Linked DNA regions of Zea mays: region 2 is linked to region 1. A link is a contact called in public Hi-C data. All regions are on one chromosome and are shown on one strand. The core of a region is the stretch at or near the end of the contact, and the rest is flanking DNA. Distances in the headings are between cores, read along the strand shown. Region 1 has its middle 25 kb from the start of LOC100283833. Region 2 holds the start of an1 (CPP synthase).

Evidence for each region. A called contact is a pair of places that touch in the nucleus more often than the background predicts.
Region 2: a contact with region 1 is called in a Hi-C map of tassel, with 1.9 times the contacts expected there. The contact joins the promoter of an1 here to the enhancer-like site in region 1. A contact is called at or near these places in 3 of 25 Hi-C or Micro-C datasets (ear, endosperm and tassel).

The regions. Positions count from the first base shown.
Region 1 is chr1:246,605,766-246,610,456 of Zm-B73-REFERENCE-NAM-5.0, forward strand. No RefSeq gene overlaps it. Among protein-coding and RNA genes, the nearest start is that of LOC100283833, 25 kb to the left of the region's middle. Within about 2 kb of position 1,931, at least 18 of the 20 cell types and tissues checked have an H3K27ac peak or open chromatin away from gene starts, as enhancers often do. A contact at or near this core is called in ear, endosperm and tassel, where this site is marked.
Region 2 is chr1:246,892,633-246,897,323 of Zm-B73-REFERENCE-NAM-5.0, forward strand. an1 (CPP synthase) reads left to right here and starts at 2,880. Exons shown (of 13, transcript NM_001111859.3): 1 at 2,880-3,191; 2 at 3,651-3,848. The coding sequence starts at 3,125.

The sequences.
Region 1 (4,691 bases), core at 681-3,180:
ACGGTGGAGGCTCATGCGTAGTGTAAGGTTGATCAACAAATAATGGTTAAAGCTTAGCATTGCTTTTAATAAGTTGGTCAAATTTTATTAGCCATTACTAAGTATATGTGTATACAATCTCAATATAATAAGAGATCACAATTATAATAAAACCCACAGTGCAATGCATATGACAGAATGGGTTTAATTTCATAAGTTACTCATGTGAGGGTCCGAGCCGCTCATGATCGTGAACACGAATGATATACCAGTTTTACACTCTGTAAAGGTTGTGCATCTTTACATACAAAGCCGCGTTACTCACCTGCCAAGGGGTCTAGAAATCTCATTCATCTCTACCGAGGAGACGATGCAGGGTAGCACTACGAGGCCTTTTCAAAGTTCCACTAGTTCGAGAAAATTCGCTACGGATTCAGGAAGAAGGAAGCATAGGAATCCCTCATCCGAAAAGCTTTATAGACAGTCCAACCCGAGGACCTCCTTATACTCTGCAGTGACGCACTCCCCGCGTGACCCTTTCGGGTAAGGTAGTCTCTCCCTATCTTTCCTAATTACTTGGCCAAGAGCGTCCCATTCCATCCTTGTGGTAGCACTGTTTTCCCAGATGGTTCTCCACGTTCCAGTTAACACAATAATCTTATCATGAACAATAATAATCTAGCAGTAATAAAGCATGATCATGTGCCATAAAGTATTTCTTTCCAAAAACCAAGTAGAGCATAGCCAAACTACACAATAATTCATTTGTATGCAAGGTGTGAGGTAACAAACTAGGGCAACCTATTAGGTCCCATCAAATTTAACCTGAGCATGTCACACTGATTATAGAGAACATTATTGGGTAAAGAAGAGTGGTCAAGGGCACAACTTGCCTTCAACGAGCTCCTGCTCATTATCTTCAACATGTGGTGCTCCGGGCTCCTCGATCACTTGCTCGTCTACTCGAAACAATACAAATAAACATTACACAGGAAAAATTAACATCACACCAAACAAGAGAACACACTGCATAATAATGTTCTACACATCGTAATGAGATCGTAGGTTCGAGAACCACTAAATTCGGAGTTACAGTTATAAAGATAAGACTTTTTGAATGTTTATGTGTTTGGACCAGTTAATTCGATAAACATAGGCTAAACAATTTAAGTGTTTGATTTTTTTGACAACATGCTACATAATAAAAGAAGGTTACTAAATATTTATATATCTTCGAGAACACTAAGTAGATGTTGTTAATGTGTAGACAACTTTAGCACTGAGCTAACACAACTGGAATGGATCAATTTGGATTTAAAATGGAGAAGTTGTTGATTTTCTAATATATTTGAGATTATTTTTATACTAAATAATCGGTTTCTATTTTTATTTTATTAATTCTCGGAACCCTGGACGTCGGCTTCAAGGGGAAGGTGGTTTTACCGGCGTTCAAGCGGTGGCTGGGGCTAGCCTCGATGAGGTCGGACGCACGTCGAAGTGCAATTCCTGGGTCTCCGACCTTGAATCCACCCGGCACCGCCACAAGCACGTCCGCCGAAGCCCTGCGAAGCTCGTGGGAACCACCCTAAGGTTGGAACGGCGACGTGACCCCGTGTGAACAGTGGTGGCCCGGCCTCCCTTCGCTTCGGCCTCTCTCTCTCTCCCGACGGCGGCGACTGACGTGGTGGTTTAGCGCGTGGGAAGTAGAAGGGGAAGGTCGCAAAGGCCCTAGATTTAACCCCCTAGGTTGAGGGAGGTCCATCCCTACTCCCCGGCCGAAGCGAGCCGGTGGTTGCAGCAACCCGGAGGTGCGACCCATGCACGGGTTTTGTTACGGTGGAGGGGGAGGAGCTGACGAGTTGGGCCCGCCTGTCGGTAACAAGGTGGAGCTGGCGCGATCACTGGCTAGCCAGCTAGGCCCGCAGGTAAGTCGGTTCAGCGTGCAACGTGAGTCTGATGCGCGGGTCCCACCGGGCGGCGCTGAGGGAAACGGCTGGCGCCAGTGGCCTACCTGTCGGCGCTATTTACCTGACTGGGCCGCAAGCAGATTGGGCCAAGCCGGTTAGAATGGGCCCATGGTGCTTTTTTCTTTTTCTTTTCTTTTTCTCTTCTCTTCTTTTTCTCTTCTTTTTTCCTTTATTCTTTCATATTTCAAATCCAACTTTAGGCAAGAGTGGTAAACTCAAATATGCACAGAACAGAAATCCAGAAGGATGCAAATCATGTATTCATTTTTTATTCTATTTTATTCCTCTAAATAGTAGAAGGCTTTGTCACATATGAACTTAATAAAGAGAAAATCATTCAATGATTAATAACTCTTATTTCCATTAGAGAGGATCATGAGTCTTTAACAAAGCACAAATTTAAAATAACCCTAGTATTATATCTTGAATAATTAGTGCCCTAGAATTCCTATTTTAGGTAGGGTTTACATAATGTGTAAAGATAAGGCACGGGGAAATAACAAAAAAACTGAAAGAGGAGGACTACGGGTAGTAGTACAGTACGTTCAGTAGCACGCGGAGTCGGAGTCCGTTGCCGTTGGCGACCCACTCCACAACGCACAGGTTGTGCGTGTCGCAACGGACAGAGCAGAACCGAACCGACCGCTTTGGAGAGAGAGGCTCACAGGCTCAAAGGCAAGGCAAGCGAACAGAAGCCCTTTTCCTCGCTGCAGCAACCGTATCCATGTGTGTGTATTGTACGTGCGGGTCATATTCAGTTTTCGGTCCTCGCGAGGTGGCATGGCATCTGAACGTGCCAGTCATTTTCTGCTGGCATCCGATCCTGAAACCACAACTGAGATGAACACGAGTCGGTCCATTCGTCCGTCCCTGTTAGGTAGCCTCTTGTTGGGGTTGTAGAAGAGTGAAGTCATTGTATTGCATAGAGGTGAACTACAATATATAGAGACACAGGAAACCTTAACTCTAAGGGTTGATTTGGTGACAAGAGGATCCTTAGAGGATTGGAGGGGATTGAGGGGGAAATAAACTAATTTCCCTCTCAATCCTCTCCAATCCTCCCGGGATCCCGGGTCACCAAATCAGCCCTAATGGGCCGGCAACCCAACAGTGGTGCCGACCCACACACTCACACACACAGTCTAATATCCACCCGCAATCGCAACGGGGGCACCACACACGATGAGACTGGAGTAGAGGCCGAAGGTAAGAGCCGACGGGTTGAAATCCCCCCGCAGTCGCAGTGTCGTGATGGTGCGAATGTTGCGGCTGGAGTAGAGACCGTTGTGTGCTCCAAGAAGACGATAGCCACTAGATGCCGAGGTAGCCGAAGTCGAGGTGGTCGCGGTCGGAAGACGCGCAGCAAAAGCCTGATCTTCGGGAGGGGTCGACGTTCGAGCGTCAACGATCGGCAGGGCGACACAACAAAAGGGCACCAGCAGGCCGACCTTCCTGCTTCTTCGATCGTCCAGGCGTCAAGGAGCCCCGCCAGGGAGGCCGACGACAGCGCACGCGTCTGCACCGGTCAGGGTGTCCGCGCCCGCTGCAGAGTAGAAGGGGTATCGGTGGATCCGGCCGGGAAGGCCACGGCAGCGATGAATCCAGCCATGAAGACGGCGATCCGACCAAAGGGATGGTGGATCTAGCCGAGAAGACAGCAACAACGTGGATCCGGTCGGGAAGGCCACGGCAGCGACGAATCCAGCCATGAAGACGGCGATCCGACCAAAGGGATGGTGGATCTAGCCGAGAAGACAGCAACAACGTGGATCCGGTCGGGAAGGCCGCGGCAGCGACGGAACCAACGATGGCGGCGATGAAGGGGGAGGGCGACGGGGCGGGTCCAGCCGAGCAGGGGCCTGCGCCGGACCTGGCAAGGGGTGTTGGCAGCACCAGCGACGGGAGAAGTTCGAAGGGTGGAGCTACTGGGTGCTGCTGGGCATCAGCGCAGGCAGTTAGGAGGTGGCCAGCGCGAGGATGAGGGGAGGAAGGGCCGGCGACCGTTGGGGACAAGAGCGCCCGCTGCTCCCCTGCGTCCCGTGGCCGCGGCTGTACGCGTGCCCACGAGGCCATGGCGACTGCTGCACGCGCGCCCGCGAGGCCGCAGCGGCAGGTTGCAAACCGTCGGCTGCACAGGGGAGATGGGGGACCACGCGGCCAGATGTGCGGAAGAAGGCCGCCGTCGACGGGTGCGAGAAGGGGGGGCACGCCCGCAGCCAGGATAGCGGCAGCAGCGCAGAGCAGGACCGTCGAAGAGGGGGAGGGAGCCCATGGCGAGCACGGCGGCGGGGTGGAGACCCGCGCCTAGATGGGGGAGGAAGGCCGCGACCGTGAGCAGGGAGGCGTCGGCGCTGGTGGCCTGAGAAGGGGAGGGGCGGCATCGGCTGCCATGAGAGCCACCACCGGCGGATCTAGGCCGGCTGCTGGACCCGCGTGCGCGCCGCCGTGGTTGGAGCCACCGAGGGGGCCATGGCCATCTGCCGACGGCAGACGCGCAGGGGGGTGGGGGGAGCCGGCGCGGTGGAAGCGGGTGCTGGGTCGTGCCCGCGCCGGCGTAGGGGAGGGAGGGCACCGTCGGTTGGGGGCGAGGCGGACGACCGCGCCCGCGCCGCGAGTGGGGAAGGCCAGGGCCGCGCCCGCCAGAGGCCGACGACGGAGGTTGGGGGCGGGGCCGAACACGGCGAGCTGCGGGCGCTCGCGCCGACGAGTGGCAGCTGCTGGGGGCGGGGAGCAGAGGAGAGGGGG
Region 2 (4,691 bases), core at 1,630-4,129, 290 kb after region 1:
TCCCCCTTATTTTTGAAATCCATGTTTTTCCAGTGCAGGCTGGTTCAACCGGGTTCTAGGCCGGTTCAACCGAAAATGACTGAGTTCTTCTCTGGATTTTTTCGGTTCAATCGGGTTTAGGGCCGGTTCAACCGAGATTTGCGCAGACGCACAGAATCAACCAGATCTGATTTGTGGGGCTATATAAACCTTTCCTCTTCTTGCCCAAACGCTAGAAACAACGAACCAAACCCTTGTGACGGTTGTCCTCCTCTGATTCAAAGCATTTCAACTCCAATATCGCGCCCTAAGTCGTCTCCCCTTCGATCGGTGGGAAGATTCATTGGTGTGAGATAAGTTTTCAATCTAAAGCGCGAATTTGATTCAAGTTCTTCATTCTCTTTCTCTCTAGTTGGTGCAAATCGTTCTTACTTGCGATATTATTGTTCTTGGAATGTGTCGTTCCTTGTGTGCTTGTAATCTTGTTTTGGGAGTGTCTAAGTTTGTGGACGACCCCAAGAACGTTTGTATCACCGGCTCTTTGTGGGCAAAATTAAGGGATTGCCTTGACCTATGTGGTCGGCATTGAGGAACGGGGTTGAGAAAGATCCAGCCCTTTGTGGGCACCTCAACGAGGAGTACAACACCTTGGTGGTGTGACCGAACCTCGGTAAAAATTGTGTGTCTTGTGTGCTTCATTGTGGTTGTGACTTGGTCATTATCATCTCAGATCTGTGATCTATCTAGTTAACTTTAGTTCAATTATTCCGCTACATTATTCATTGTAGATCTGAGTAGTTTCTATTAAGTTCACAGTTGAACAAGTGATTTGCGATTAAACCGGCCTCAAGACCGGTTGAACATGCCTCACTTGTTAAACCGTCTTTTTCTCATAAAAGTTCGAAGTTTATTGAGAATTGCAGGTGTTGCCTATTCACCCCCCTCTAGGCTACTTTCAATGGATCAGTTCCCACCCACATGGTCTTGGCCTTTGCCTTGGTGAGCATGGTCGTGCGCCATGTACCCAGGAAGCTCGTAGGGGATGTGCGGGTGAAGGGGCAGTGCTTGGTGGGGTCGGCATAGAAGGCGGCACACTCGAGCGGTGACCGCTAGTCGGGAAACCTAACACCGAGGTCGCGGTTGTCTGATTCTCCAACTGCAGCCGACGAGGGAGTGGAACAGGCGGTGGAGAAAGGGGAGAGAGGCGCACAGACATGGGAGAGAAGGAAAGATAGGGAAGGATGACTCACAGGAGAAAAGGTGGCTGACGAAGATGGCGGCGATCGGTGGTGGAAGGGACGCATTGCCGTTGTGAATCGCGCTGCCGTCGTCGCTTTCACACCCATGCGTGTCTAGGGTGAAGTTCCACAGCTATTTTTTTCTGGATCGATTCTAGGCCGGGATTGGTGGTTTTCGTTTGGATTGAGCGTAGTTTGCAAACACATGTGGGCTAAATGAACAACCATTTGATCACGGGCTGGTATTAGATTCACAGCGGCAATGATACCTATGGATCATACAACGATCCCCGTCGTTTAGACCCAACCGAACATGGCCTAAGGAGTATAGCTTGAATGTGTTTGGGGTTGAGACTGTTTATATTTTGCGGGTGAGCCCTAGAATTCTTTTAAAAAAATAACGTCTGTGCCTCACAGTAGCTGTAGGAGTAGGGTGTTGCATCTCGCGCTTCAATTCGGTCGACAGCGGCTCCTGTGGTCTCCAGCCTTTACCGCTTTGGCAACTGGTTCTGTTTCAATCAGGTCCATGCCGTATCTTGCTAAAGCTAAAAATAAATGCGTTCACGGGAACGGCGTGTGTCCGTGTTTCTGCTCTGCTGCATGCAGCTCTCGCCTTTATTTTTTCTTTCCATCAAAAGCAACCGATGACCAACGGCCTTACACAGTCTGTCGAGAACTCGAGATTCTCCATCCCCCCAAATGAAAACGAGGTCGTAAATCTCGCTTCACGTCGGTAAGTCTAAAAAATCTTAAATTTAACTGAACTTGTTAAAGATATTGTCAACATTTAGATGTTTAGTTAAATTTACTATAAAAAAAGTATCTTAAGATACGTCCATTCAGTAAAAAAAAACAAAAAGAAAAACTTTAACTATTCGACAAACGAGATTTTTTTTTCCCGGGTTGCCGTCCCACTGCACGGACTAGTTGCCAGGCATCTTCCCTGAAACAAAAAGGAAAACACCAGTTCTAGGCACGTACGTACTACGCTTACGTGTATATAAATATTTATCGGCTGTGGACAGATTATAGAGGGCATCTTGTTGCGACGGGGCGACGAATGTCCGTCTCCAGCCACCCGTCCGTTCGCAAATCACGTACAAAGCTACTTTGTGTTAGCAGAAACAGCATAAAAAACAAAATAGATCAACTAACAAATCTGGAAGCACGACACATAAATTTACTTAAAAACCTTTCAATGAGAAAGGAAAAATTATGAGCACCAGCCAGTTGATGTGAAGTGTTTATGTAACGTCGTTCGTAGACGGCGGCTTACAAGAGAAGTAAAAAGACGACGTGCGATAAATTCTAATTAGGTTCATTAATATATACCTAAGTTTTTGGACGATGGGTATCCACTCTGCTCGCTAATATTGTCTCTATATTCAGAATTTGGATCACAAACTTAATAGTTTGGTTGGTTATGTATACAGTATACTCACGCACCAACGCACGCACGCCGCGAGAAGGATTAGCGAAACGCTGGTGGTTTTTTGTCCACTAGCCGGTGCGTCCCCGCGCGGGAATCATTCGGGCCTGCCTCTCTACTCTGCTCCCAGCTACTAGTCCCTCACTCACTTCTCTCAGACTTGTGTGTCTCGTCCTATATATATATACACACGCTACGCTATAGCTGCTCACACACATAGTATCGTCGTCTCTCTCTCCTTCCCACCAACAACGCACGCGTCGAAGAAGGAAATGATTAGTAGCAGCCATACTTGCTCCGCCTATTAATAGCCAGCGCGCGCGTCTTGTTTTGCTCTCTTCTGTTCTGTTTTGCCCTAGATTAGCGGCGGCGTTTTGGCCTCGCGCGAACGTCTCGTCCTTGCCGTCTCGCGCGCGTGCGTACGTGCCTGCATTGCGATTTGCAATTATTACGATCGCGCGGCGGCGGCGGCGGCGGCATGAAGCTCCTCTCGCCGGCGGCCGCACCGTCGTCCTCGCCGTTGTTCCCTCCTCGCATCGTCGAAGGTACGTGTACACCGTCGTCAGCAGCTGCTACCTCCGCGGCGCCGGCCAGCCGAGGTTCCATGATGCCTATCTATCTATGTATAGTACGTATATGGCGCCGCGCCAGGCCCTTGCCCTTGTCGTCTGCCTGCATGCCTACTACTACAAGCTACTTCCAAATTTCGCATTGTCCTCGGCGCTACACGGCCGGTGGGCAATCAGACAAAGAAACAAACGTGTAAGCAAGATGAAAAATTGTATTTTTGGGTTCGGACAAGCAAGTCGTCGTCGTCGTCTTAGGGTAGCCACACACACAGGCAGATGGGCAATCAGACAAAGAAACAAACATAAGCAAGATGGAGAGAGGCAGGCAGGCAGTCAGGCGCTGCTGCTGCTAGTGCTAGCTCTTGCTTTGTTGTGTGTCCTGATGGTCGAGTTCCTCACCGCTGCTTTTGCTTTTCTGCTTTCACTTGCCTGCAGCTGCAGCTCGTCAATCAGGTCCATGCCGTATCCGCATCCGTATCCGTGGCAAAGCAGCAGCAGCAGGAGGAGGAGGAGGCGCGGGCGCGACGGGGCCCCGCGGCAGCCTCAGGCTCGCCGGGTGGTGGAGAGCGCAGCAGCAGGCCCCGGCCACGGCGACGACAACGCAGCAGCCTGACAACGTCTCCAGTGCTAAAGGTGCTAGCTTGCTCGTTATATTTGATTTGACTAGTCTCATCATCCACCCCCCAGTCACGTACACAGATGCTCTCTCTCTCTCTCTCTCTTGAATTGATGAGCGAACGAAACACTCAGACAGATGCTGTGCCGTGCTGCAGTGCGCCCGTAGCAGCACAGACACTCTGCCGCACGCACCTGCGCTTGTCGCTTCCCCTCTTGCTATATCTCCTGCTGCTTTTGCTAAAGCCGGAAACCAAAAAGAAAGTTGAGCTTTTCGTCACAATTTTGCTTTACTTATTAAGTGCTAGTCCGTTTTGTTTATACGACCTTACTATTAGCTTCTAGCCCGGATTCAAAGTGCTACAGTGCGTTTTCACTAACAACATTTAGGATTATAGCACATCAAATTTGACTAGTGTTACAAAAATATATATTAGCATCATACATATTTAGTTAAAGTTAAAAATATTTAATTTGTATGAAAAACAAGAGTGACACTCTCTATGGGATAGGCCGAGTACGCACCATGCATGATTACTACTATTAGGCTATCTCCAGCAGCGTTACCTATTCTACCTTCTATTTCAAACTTTACTTCGTAAACAGTATAATTTGTAATGCAAAACAATGTTTTATACGGTCATATACACGGTTCGCTAGCCACAGCCTAAGGCCAACTCCAATAGACTGTTCTGTACTGCAGACGACAATGTTTACATAGTAAAGTTTGAAATACTGATTGAAGTACGTAGTTTGCTGGAGATAGCATAAGCCTCCTTGATAAGGCTCTTTCAAAGGCTCCTCCAACAACTCCTTAAAAAATCTATGAAACGGGGGCTATTCCGCTAGCTTCTCGTTGAA